Linked DNA regions of Bombyx mori: region 2 is linked to region 1. The links are chromatin contacts, called in public Hi-C maps. All regions are on one chromosome and are shown on one strand. Each heading gives the region's core, a stretch centred on a gene start, on an enhancer-like site or on the middle of the called end of the contact. The rest is flanking DNA. Distances are from core to core; before and after follow the strand shown. Region 1 holds the start of LOC101739893 (axin). Region 2 overlaps LOC101739893 (axin).

Region 1 (5,238 bases), core at 850-3,349:
ACAAGGCCCTATTTATAAGACATTGGTAATTTTATTGTTAGACCTCGGGTAGATAATAAATGTATATAATTTTTACTAAGTTTGACTATTCGGTTGCTCTCGATGGTACAGCAGAGCTCCCCTCACAGACTACTAGGTCAAGAAGGATTGCGCGTGAACATGTGCCGTCGATTTTAGTTATCCTTGAATTAAATATTCACTACCGTAATATGGTCGCGTGTGAGTGCTCACGTGCCTCATGCCATGGCCATTGAGATTCTTAATGACACGAATGACGGTTGCGTTTGTTATAAATGACCTCGATGCTGGATCACCATCGTAAATTAAAGATTTTTTTTTAAATGACGATCTTTCAAAGTAGAAAAGAAATTTGGTATTTATTAAGCTAGACTAAAAATACTTGATACCATGGTTAAGTAAATGCTACAGACTACTGGTTTTACTAAAATCCGTTCTGAGATGTCAGTTTATATTTTGTGCACTTTTATGCATACTTTGAAAGTTTGTCACAAACACAAGAGGCTGATTGTTTTTTTGTAGTTTTAAATCTAATTTTGTTAAAGAATATTTCCTTAGTAAATAATTGAAAATTAACATCGATACAAAGTAAATTTTGTAAACTTTAAAATGCTGATATATGTTATCGGATTGATTTATAATGTTCTATTAGTTTTAATATGATATTCCTGATTGTTGACTAAATATTTTATAATTTTGAGTTAATTAATTCACGCTTTTTTTCAAGTTTCTCTTAGTTATCAATTCATAAGTTCATATATCAATAAATTTGGCACAATATATTTCGGATTTTTTTTTTTATGGTTTTACACTTTTGGATACTCAAAAATTTGTTCGCCGTAGAAAACCGTGTTCACAATTTTCTAATTATCCAAATTTTAAATTATAAGATGATTCGCATTTTCAATTTTTCGTGCATAATTCAAACATTCAATTCAAACATAGAGGCATCTGACATATTTCCTCTGAAACTTGAATATTTTTACAAAGTCGATTCACAGTTTGTAATAAAAGTGTTGATGTAGTTAAAAATACTACAGAGTCAAAATCGTAATTTATAAGGGTTTTATTAATTTATAAAACATTACAATATTATTGCTTCGCTATGTATAAGTTCCTTATAAATAAGAAATACCTCACAATTTCTCTACAATTTGTTTGTAAACTTTTAGTTGATTTAAATAGCGTTATAAGTATGAAGTCATTTGTTTTAGTCATTTTTGTGTAGTTTTTAGATTAGCGTGTTTGATTTCGTGTTTTTGTACCTGCATATGTGGAAATAAATTTAATATGAATAAATCTTTAATTTTAAATCGAGTTTTACTGTCTATTCCTTTAAAATTTATCTTGATATTAATAAAAAGTAAGTTCGCCTTGGTATGTCGCAAATTGTGTTTTTCGATTGTCTAAATAATAATAGTACATAATTAAACTGTATTTCAATTAAAACTCACTTTAGGAGTATTCAAATAAAAGGGGAATGACACTGGTGAAATAATTAATTGTCCGAAATGTAAGTCTGGAAAGATCGAATCATACTGAATAAATCCGATGTCGTTTGCAAGGTGATGTTATATCCAAATATGGTTGTATTACATGAAAAACGATTTGAGACGGAATGAGTCTAATCAATTGGGATAGTGTTACATAATGGTTCAGTGGAACTTTTGGAAGAACCCGAGGAGCTACCTCCAGAAGCTTTGTTTCATTTTCTCGTATTGGTGCGATTTCGCAGATGCTAAATAGTTAATAAACCAACGTTATTAAACTTGGAGAAATTCTAAATCAGTTTGAAAAAAATAAAACGACTTACACAATGATTTTTGACTTACAGAACTTCGCTTTTCGCGTTCCCGCCAAATTTTTGTTTAGCAGTTCAGGGCGCAAGAGGGCGTCTTTGATTTAGTGTTTTTTTTTTAAATAAGCTTATTAGTATTAGTATATTATAGTATACTCTACCGATATACAAATACATTAAATATAATATAATTGACAAAAATCCAAAATATTTTTTATTTCACAATATTGGTAGGTATGTTGATAATTATGTTATTATGCGTGTGACGGAATGACACATCAAAGCGTTCATTAGTTGACCAATGTCCCGCTAGGTTACGCTATTGTGCATCAACACCATGGCGAAGGCGACGTCAAGAACGTGAATAAGTTTCTGTTTTCTATACGAAAGTGTTGTTTTTTGTCAGTTTATAAGTTGAAAGACTTACAATAAAGCTGTTCTCGGTGTCGTTTTGTTATTAAGTGCTTGAACTATTATTTCAAAATTAAAAGTTTTGTGTGTGAAGTTGTAACGAACTCTCGGAATACTTCGGAATTCAGGTGTCAACGAGGTAAGAAATTGATGCTTATTTCAAGAATACGCCTTCTAAAATTAACACTCACGATGCTGGTGTACATTTTAGTTATCTTAAACCCCGTAATTAGCCCGAAATAATAAAAACGTTACATTAACAACAATGAGCAGGTAATAGTTATAAATAATTTGCGTTAAGGTTAGGTTTGTGTCGTCTACCGCTGTGTTGAACGTTTATACAACCAGTTATGTTACGGGCTAGATATTCAATATATATTTAAAAAAAAACTTCACCTTTTTTGTACTTTCAAAAAGTTTGTGAACTATTTAAAACTTTTGAGTCACCTACTCACCTAGTGACCTAATATTGTTTTGAGTAGGTACGGATCGGTAAAATTAAAAATTAAATCATGAATTACGAAGTTCTTTCAATTACTTTTACAGAGATAACTGTTGAGTGATATTGAGAGAATCTATAAATCGAAAGTTTATTTGTTTACACTAATTTGTAAGTAGGTAATTAATGCTACAATTGATAATATGCCTGATAGATAGCAATAAAATTCAAAATATATAAATAAATCACCACTGGTTTTTCATTCTCAAAATAATTATATAATGAAGCAAAAAATTATATATATGACTTTTACTGTAAAGCTATGGAATAAATTTTCAATTACTTAAAGATACCTGAATTGTCACGAAAAACATTTTTAGTTAATTAGTATGTGGTCTAGTAGTAGTAGCCAGTAATTTAAACTAGAATATTCTTATGAACATGTGTTAAAACTATTTCTACAGCCAGTACTTTTTTGTATGGCTTGAAAAACAATAGGCATTCACCATTATTTTATTCATTTTTAACATTCCCCGAAGAAAAGTCTGATATGTGTACAAACCTAAGTGAAGTATAATTATTGACATATTGCTCCCAGTGACTTCATAACCGATGATAGATGGAATAATTATGTATAAAAATATGATGATGAGATGACATAATGTAATGATATAAACGTATACAAGTTTATGAAAAAAAAAACAAATAAAAACCTTTTTTAGAATAATGCAAACTTGCTTAAAAATGTTTTTTTTAGTAGGAACTCCAGCTGGGGCCTAAGCCGGTGGATTGTCTCATCATTAATATTTCATAGTAAAAAGATATTAAGAAAATTGTATATGCAGTGTCTCAGCATTAAAAAGCTGGAATCATAATAATTTATTCAAAATGAAATTGGGTAAATAAAATATCTTAGACAATCAGAATATATTATATCGTCACTTAATTTATATGAAAATAAAATCTAATTTGAGGAAATAATTAACACGAAACTTATTACCTTTGCAATCTTGTAAACTGTGTATAGAATTTCATAACATGCCGTCACCAACATTAAAATTACAAATAAGAAAACGCAAATATATTATTAATACAGTACATAATACATGATACAATGTCAAAAAAGAAAAAAAAAAAGCAGATGTGTCATCAATCCCTCTCTTCTTTTTGTAAAAAAACGAGGTTTGCAACAATCAATTCCCTTTGTGAGCGACATCAATGAGAGCGGTTACTGTGTACCTATCCTTTGATCTCGCCGCCCTCTGAAGATGCGACAGTGCGCTAATACCGGCGTCGCGGCGCTAAACGACGTAACCGCCTTTTTGAAGTTTCATGGACTAAAAATGTATCGATTCTACGCTGTTTTTGTACACGGACACAGGAAGCTCTCTTATAATTAATATTTGGACTAATATTTCTACATTTATAATTTTGTATCGAAATTAGATTATTTTAGATGTTGTGATTTCTAAGTCATAATCTTAACTGTCTACAAGATTCTATGAAAAAAATAATTAATATAAAATGTGCATAGGCCTTGTATGATTTTCATTTATTAAGTTAAGTCGTTTAAAGCAGACTAGTGAAATAAATTTATAGTGTAAAAATCTCAAAAAATGCAAAAATTGTCCAGCATTTTCGAGAAGTACCTAACTTCTGCTATGCTATAGAAATTAATTAACAATTAAATTATACTAGAGGTCCCGCAGTAGTCAAAATTCGACTATAATTAATTGGAATTGTAAGTTTGTACACTGTTATGATTATATTTTATACTTCTATAATCACAAATTTCGCCAAGACTACACTATACAAAATATTAACTAAGACAAACAATATTTAATCTATTCTCAATTTGACAACAGACGTCAAGAACAAAAGTTTGACAATAAATAGTATGCATGCGTGTGTGCGTCAAATACATGGTATGTAGTGTGTGTAATGTTTTTTTTACTGATTTAATGTGTCTTTTATGCATTATTTAAAAAAAAAATTAGCATTGTGCACTTCCTCTCTATATTCTCTATAAGTGTGGAAAATTTCATACTCCTCCGTCCGCGCATATTTCGTAAAAAGGGATACAAAGTTTTTGCTTCACGTATTAATATATATATATATATATATATTTTATTGCCTTTGTAGGCAGACGGGCATACGGCCCACCTGATGGTGAGTGGTTACCGTCGCCCATGGACTTCAGCAATGCCAGGGGCAGAGCCAAGCCGCTGCCTACCGCTTAATACTCTCCATAAGCCTCGTTTGAAGAAGGACATGTCATAGCGCTCGGGAAACACCGTGGAGGGGAGCATATATACATATCATTCACCGATCAACAAAAAATATTGTTTCAGTAAAACATTTAAATACACAGCTAGCAGCTACAAGCGTCAAATATTATAATGAATTCGTTAAATAATCAAGTTACGTAGTTTTTCCTCGGATCCTTTGCGTCGACAAATGCTAAAGGGGGATTCATTGCTTTGTCGCAGAAGTGGGGCTCGGTGTCCGTCGCGAGAGGCGCCGGACACAAAGCAAGTGTCCGCGTTTGAAGCTTTATTAGATATTTTCTAGA
Region 2 (4,620 bases), core at 2,069-4,568, 110 kb after region 1:
TCGATGAACGTCCAGCCTCGTTAACAATAATGCCTTCCACCATACTGTGATTACTACATTTGTTGAATTTTAATTAAAGTTTATTTCATAATTGTTAGCTACACGCACTCGTGTTGTGTTTGGCGCGTTTGTTGGTCGCGGATAGAGTTTGTATCACAATTTGTCGAATGTGATGTTTATTTAGTTATTAAAGACATTCCTCGTGTTAATATTTCTAAGGTAAGTTAATCACTTGCAATCGAGGTATTGTCGTTTTATGTTTGGGTTTACGACCTAAAGTTTTGTTTACAACTTATTTCCTGTGTTTATGAGTGTCAAATCCAAAGAAAAATATTGATGAAACTTTAGTAAGACGTTCAATAAATAACTCCCAACTCAATTCATCTTTATTTAAAAACAAAAAAAAGGTGTGATTTACCTAAATGTTTATTTTTAAATTTAGTTCAGTGTGACCAAAACAAATAATCACAGTAGAAAAATGCATAGGTAAATTAGCGATTTTTTTTTTTGTAATGAGACATTATTATAACACCATAACAAATGTCAATATCTTTAGATATTGATTCTACAGTTATAAAACCCCTTTTATATATATGAGTATCGAGTACACATCCAAATGGGGTTCTTAGATTCCCTATTGTGTTCTCCGCTGTAGATCACGGATCTCACTCCGACTACTGCCGTAGAGTTGCGCAGTTGTGTTGTGAACAATTACATTTTTTATGCATTAAAATTGTTGGCGTAGAATCATATTATTCAGTAATAATATTATCGAGGTGTATTTAGTTGTGTGGGTATTGTTTGTGTAATCACAATGAACATGGTGAGCTCTTTATACCCCTACTAGTAAAGGTTTTTTTTTCATAACTTGTTCATTGTACCGTGAAGTTATGATTTAATTTGTTTTGACATGTTCTCATTATATGAACCATCCAAATTTTTTGTAGTATTGATGAATGCATTCACATATTAAAATGATTAAATTTTTAAAAATTGTTAACAATAGATGAACTGAATTTTTTTGTTGTTGGATATATTTCAAGTAATCAGATATTTTATTATATCCATTTATAAGCAGATTGACTCGTAAGGCATTAGATGCATTCTGTACAGTATTTTATAATATGATGTATTAAGTTATACACCGATCGATGATGGAGACTCTTGACTCCAGCGTGCGGTTTCATTTCTGCTTGCCGTCCCTCTCATACTTCCACCAATTGAATACGAGGCTGAGTATGATCCTTATTGTTTGGTTTATTGATTTTTTTCATGGCTTGGTGGTTTTTTGATGCGCAAGCAGTACGTCTTTAACTCACTGCGCTCTCAGTTCGGTCTATTCATAAACTGTTATTGATTATTTTTTGTGTAATGTGGGATACAGAATGGCTTTGGTGTGAAGATATGCAAAAGTTAAGTATTTTGATGGTGATTAAACTTAATCTTGTTAAAGTTTGAAACCTACAATTGCCAAAAAATATTTTTTTTTAGGGAAAATGTGTTAAAGTGTTCTACTATACAATAGTAGAATTAGGAAAGTGCATACATACAAAGTCTCATATGTAAATAAATAAAAAATATCAGGAAAAAGGATATATTAAAGATATCACATTAAAATATATAAAAAATTGTACTTCAGTGTAAGCCTATTTTATAGTTAAGTGTAATATTTGAGTATAAAATAGTTGATTCTATTTTGTATATTTAAAAAAAATATATTTGTTTATCCTAATATTCCTAATATCATTGGTTAGAGAATATATTTTATTGAAAAAACATTGCCTCTAATATTTACATTTCAACATATTTTTGTAGCTTCATCTATGCACAATAACCTAGCAAAATAATTATTAACAACAAGAAAAATTTCAAGGATGTTTATGATAAACACAAATCAGTCCTCAATGAATAGCAAATAGATCTGTTATAGAACTTAAAACTGTACTAGGAAACATAAACAAGCATATTTTACTAGGAATAGCTAACAATCACTTTTCCTATACATCTAATCGATTGAAGTCTGCTTGCATCCGAAGGTGGATTAGGTTTTCGTTTGAGCGCGGCATTTCCCTCCATCACTGCATCCAGTTTCGAACTCGTCTCGAAAATCATGAACCTCGAATTTTGGAAAATTGGACCCGTTTTGGAAAACGGTGATCTACTAGAAGAATAGCTCGTTTCCCCTCATTATTTCGTTATTTAATCATAACAGAACATCTAGGGACGTTAAGAAGCGTCTCTGATCCGGGTCCTAATAGATAACTTTGGTTGACTGTTAGAGAATGCCTTAGGCATTAAGTCCGCCAATGTAAATTTTACATGAAGTATAATAAATAAAATAAATAAATAAATAAGCAGTGGTAGTAACAGGACGATACCGCGGCATGATCTAGAGGCAGATTCGCTTTTTTCTTAATAATTATGTACTTAACAGTGTTCACAAAAGCCTTTCGCGGTCAAGGAACAGCGTTGAGTAGTAGTAAAACGAGACGCAAATTTTGTGTAATTTCTGGTAGCACGCTGTCGGCTCGTGCGGGTGAGTCATTACCACTGTACTGCACATTGTCAGTAATATCTATTATTCTAATCCACTTGCGAGTTTGGCTTTCTAAAGTGGACGGCAATTATATTGTATCATTTATACTGAAATCCACTGGTTTGTGTGTGCGACCGAAACGCGATTTGGTAAAAACACGCAATTTTGGAACTTCTTTAAATCGAGTATTGCCAGTTATTGTCTTGGAGAGAGTGAGAGAGAGTATTCTTTATTGTACACCAAAAAAAATATAGACAAATCGAAACATTAAATACAAAAAAAAAGTACAATTTGCGGTTTTATTGTTAAGAGCGATCTTTTCCAGACAACCATCAGGTGGACAAGAATCATTTGGAAACGAATTACACGCGGTGTACCTATCGATTGAATTATATACATACACAGATAACATACATACAAATATGAACAAAGTAATAATAATTTTGCTCCTTTAAATAAATAATCTTAAATAAAAATACACAATTTACATATAAAATATGCTTAAAATACCTAAATCTTGTAATTAAATGTAATTGTCTTAATGTAACGCATTGGATAGATCCCCCTCCTGGCTGAGCCCTTGCTCGCACACCTGTCCTTGTGAAAGGACAGGAAATGCTTATGGGCTACCAGTAATCCCTCAATCATAAAAAGCATTGGATATAAGTTAATAGTGTTTTTGTTTGGTTTGTTTTAGGTAGTGTCTCGCCATGCAGCGTGCGGGTGGGAGAAGGGCCTGTGCGCCATGAGCCACACTCCTGTAGGCGGCCACCCGCAAGGTAAATATCACGTTTGAAGATTTCCAGACCTGTACCAACTGGGTTCGAGATTATCACGGCGTGACCACAGACTGTCTGAGCTCGGTGCATCGAAACGACACCCCCCACCCCCTCCCTCCCCCCGCCGGTGCTCAGTGAACCTACATGTACACACTACCCTACCGTGGGTTGAATGTCGACAATCAGCGTCTCCAGGACCCTGGATGCAAAGTCTGTAATTTTATTTCTGCGTTTCAGGATTAAACATTAGAGAATCTCGCCTACGCTTAGTCGAATACAAAGAGACCGTTACGAACAGACGCCGCGTCAAGACTTAAAAATATAAACAGATAAAATTATGTATTTAAAATAATAAAAATTACTTAGATGAGTGGTCGAGCTCACGGTGTGGTGCTAAGTGATTACCGGAGCCCGTAGACATGGTTTTTGAATCTTCAAATGGGGTTTCAAATCGTAACGCATTACTGCAATGTTAGTTTTGTATTTATGTTCAAAATAATATCAATAATATAAGTTTGTCCGTCCGCAGGTTGGGAGCACAAGCTTGCTGACAGGTCGTCGTTACCGCAGGCTTCGGGTGAGGAGAAAAGCAAATCTCAGTCCAAACATGTGTTCGCACAACCGCATTTCTCCAAGTAAGATAATCATAAATACATTTTTTAAGAGTCTTCATAATTTCGCCGGCATAAAGCAATATATCGATAAACATGTTGTGAGGTTATCCTTGGAAGATAGATTCCTGAAGAAATCATTGACAGGACGTACAGTACCCGGCGATAAATATTGCGATGTAACGTTAGCCGGAAATCCCACAACATGCAATCTTATTTCGAAAAAACTTCGAAAGAATTTTTGAAATGTAAATGTATGTTTATAAATTACGGATAGTTTTGATTATTTAAAATTCGTTATTGTGAGTACTGTTGTTCAGGGTCAGCATGGCGTGGCGCCAGCAGACGGAGGGGTCGTCGGGCAGCTCGGCGCGGTCGCCCGCCTCGCCGCCCTACATGCGCTGGGCGCGCAGTCTGCACGAGTTGCTTGAGGTAACAACTAACAACCCCATATTATCTCCACTATGCACTCGACGAGTTGCTCGGGGTAACAACTAACAACCCCATATTATCTCCACTATGCACTCGACAAGTTGCTCGGGGTAACAACTAACAACCCCATATTATCTCCACTATGCACTCGACGAGTTGCTCGGGGTAACAACTAACAACCCCATATTATCTCCACTATGCACTCGACAAGTTGCTCGGGGTAACAACTAACAACCCCATATTATCTCCACTATGCACTCGA

The links. A called contact is a pair of places that touch in the nucleus more often than the background predicts.
Region 2: a Hi-C map of whole pupa shows a contact between it and region 1, with 3 times the contacts expected there. The contact joins the enhancer-like site here to the promoter of LOC101739893 in region 1. A contact is called at or near these places in 2 of 7 Hi-C or Micro-C datasets (both in whole pupa).

Annotation. Positions count from the first base shown.
Region 1 is chr17:13,486,873-13,492,110 of ASM3026992v2, forward strand. LOC101739893 (axin) reads left to right here and starts at 2,100. Exons shown (of 18, transcript XM_012695811.4): 1 at 2,100-2,366. LOC101746640 (TATA-binding protein-associated factor 172) reads left to right here. Exons shown (of 34, transcript XM_038016718.2): 34 at 1-1,331.
Region 2 is chr17:13,596,048-13,600,667 of ASM3026992v2, forward strand. LOC101739893 (axin) reads left to right here. Exons shown (of 18, transcript XM_012695811.4): 4 at 3,234-3,315; 5 at 3,845-3,950; 6 at 4,247-4,358. The coding sequence starts at 3,282. Among protein-coding and RNA genes, the nearest start is that of LOC101746781, 30 kb to the right of the region's middle. Within about 2 kb of position 3,319, at least 2 of the 8 cell types and tissues checked have open chromatin away from gene starts, as enhancers often do.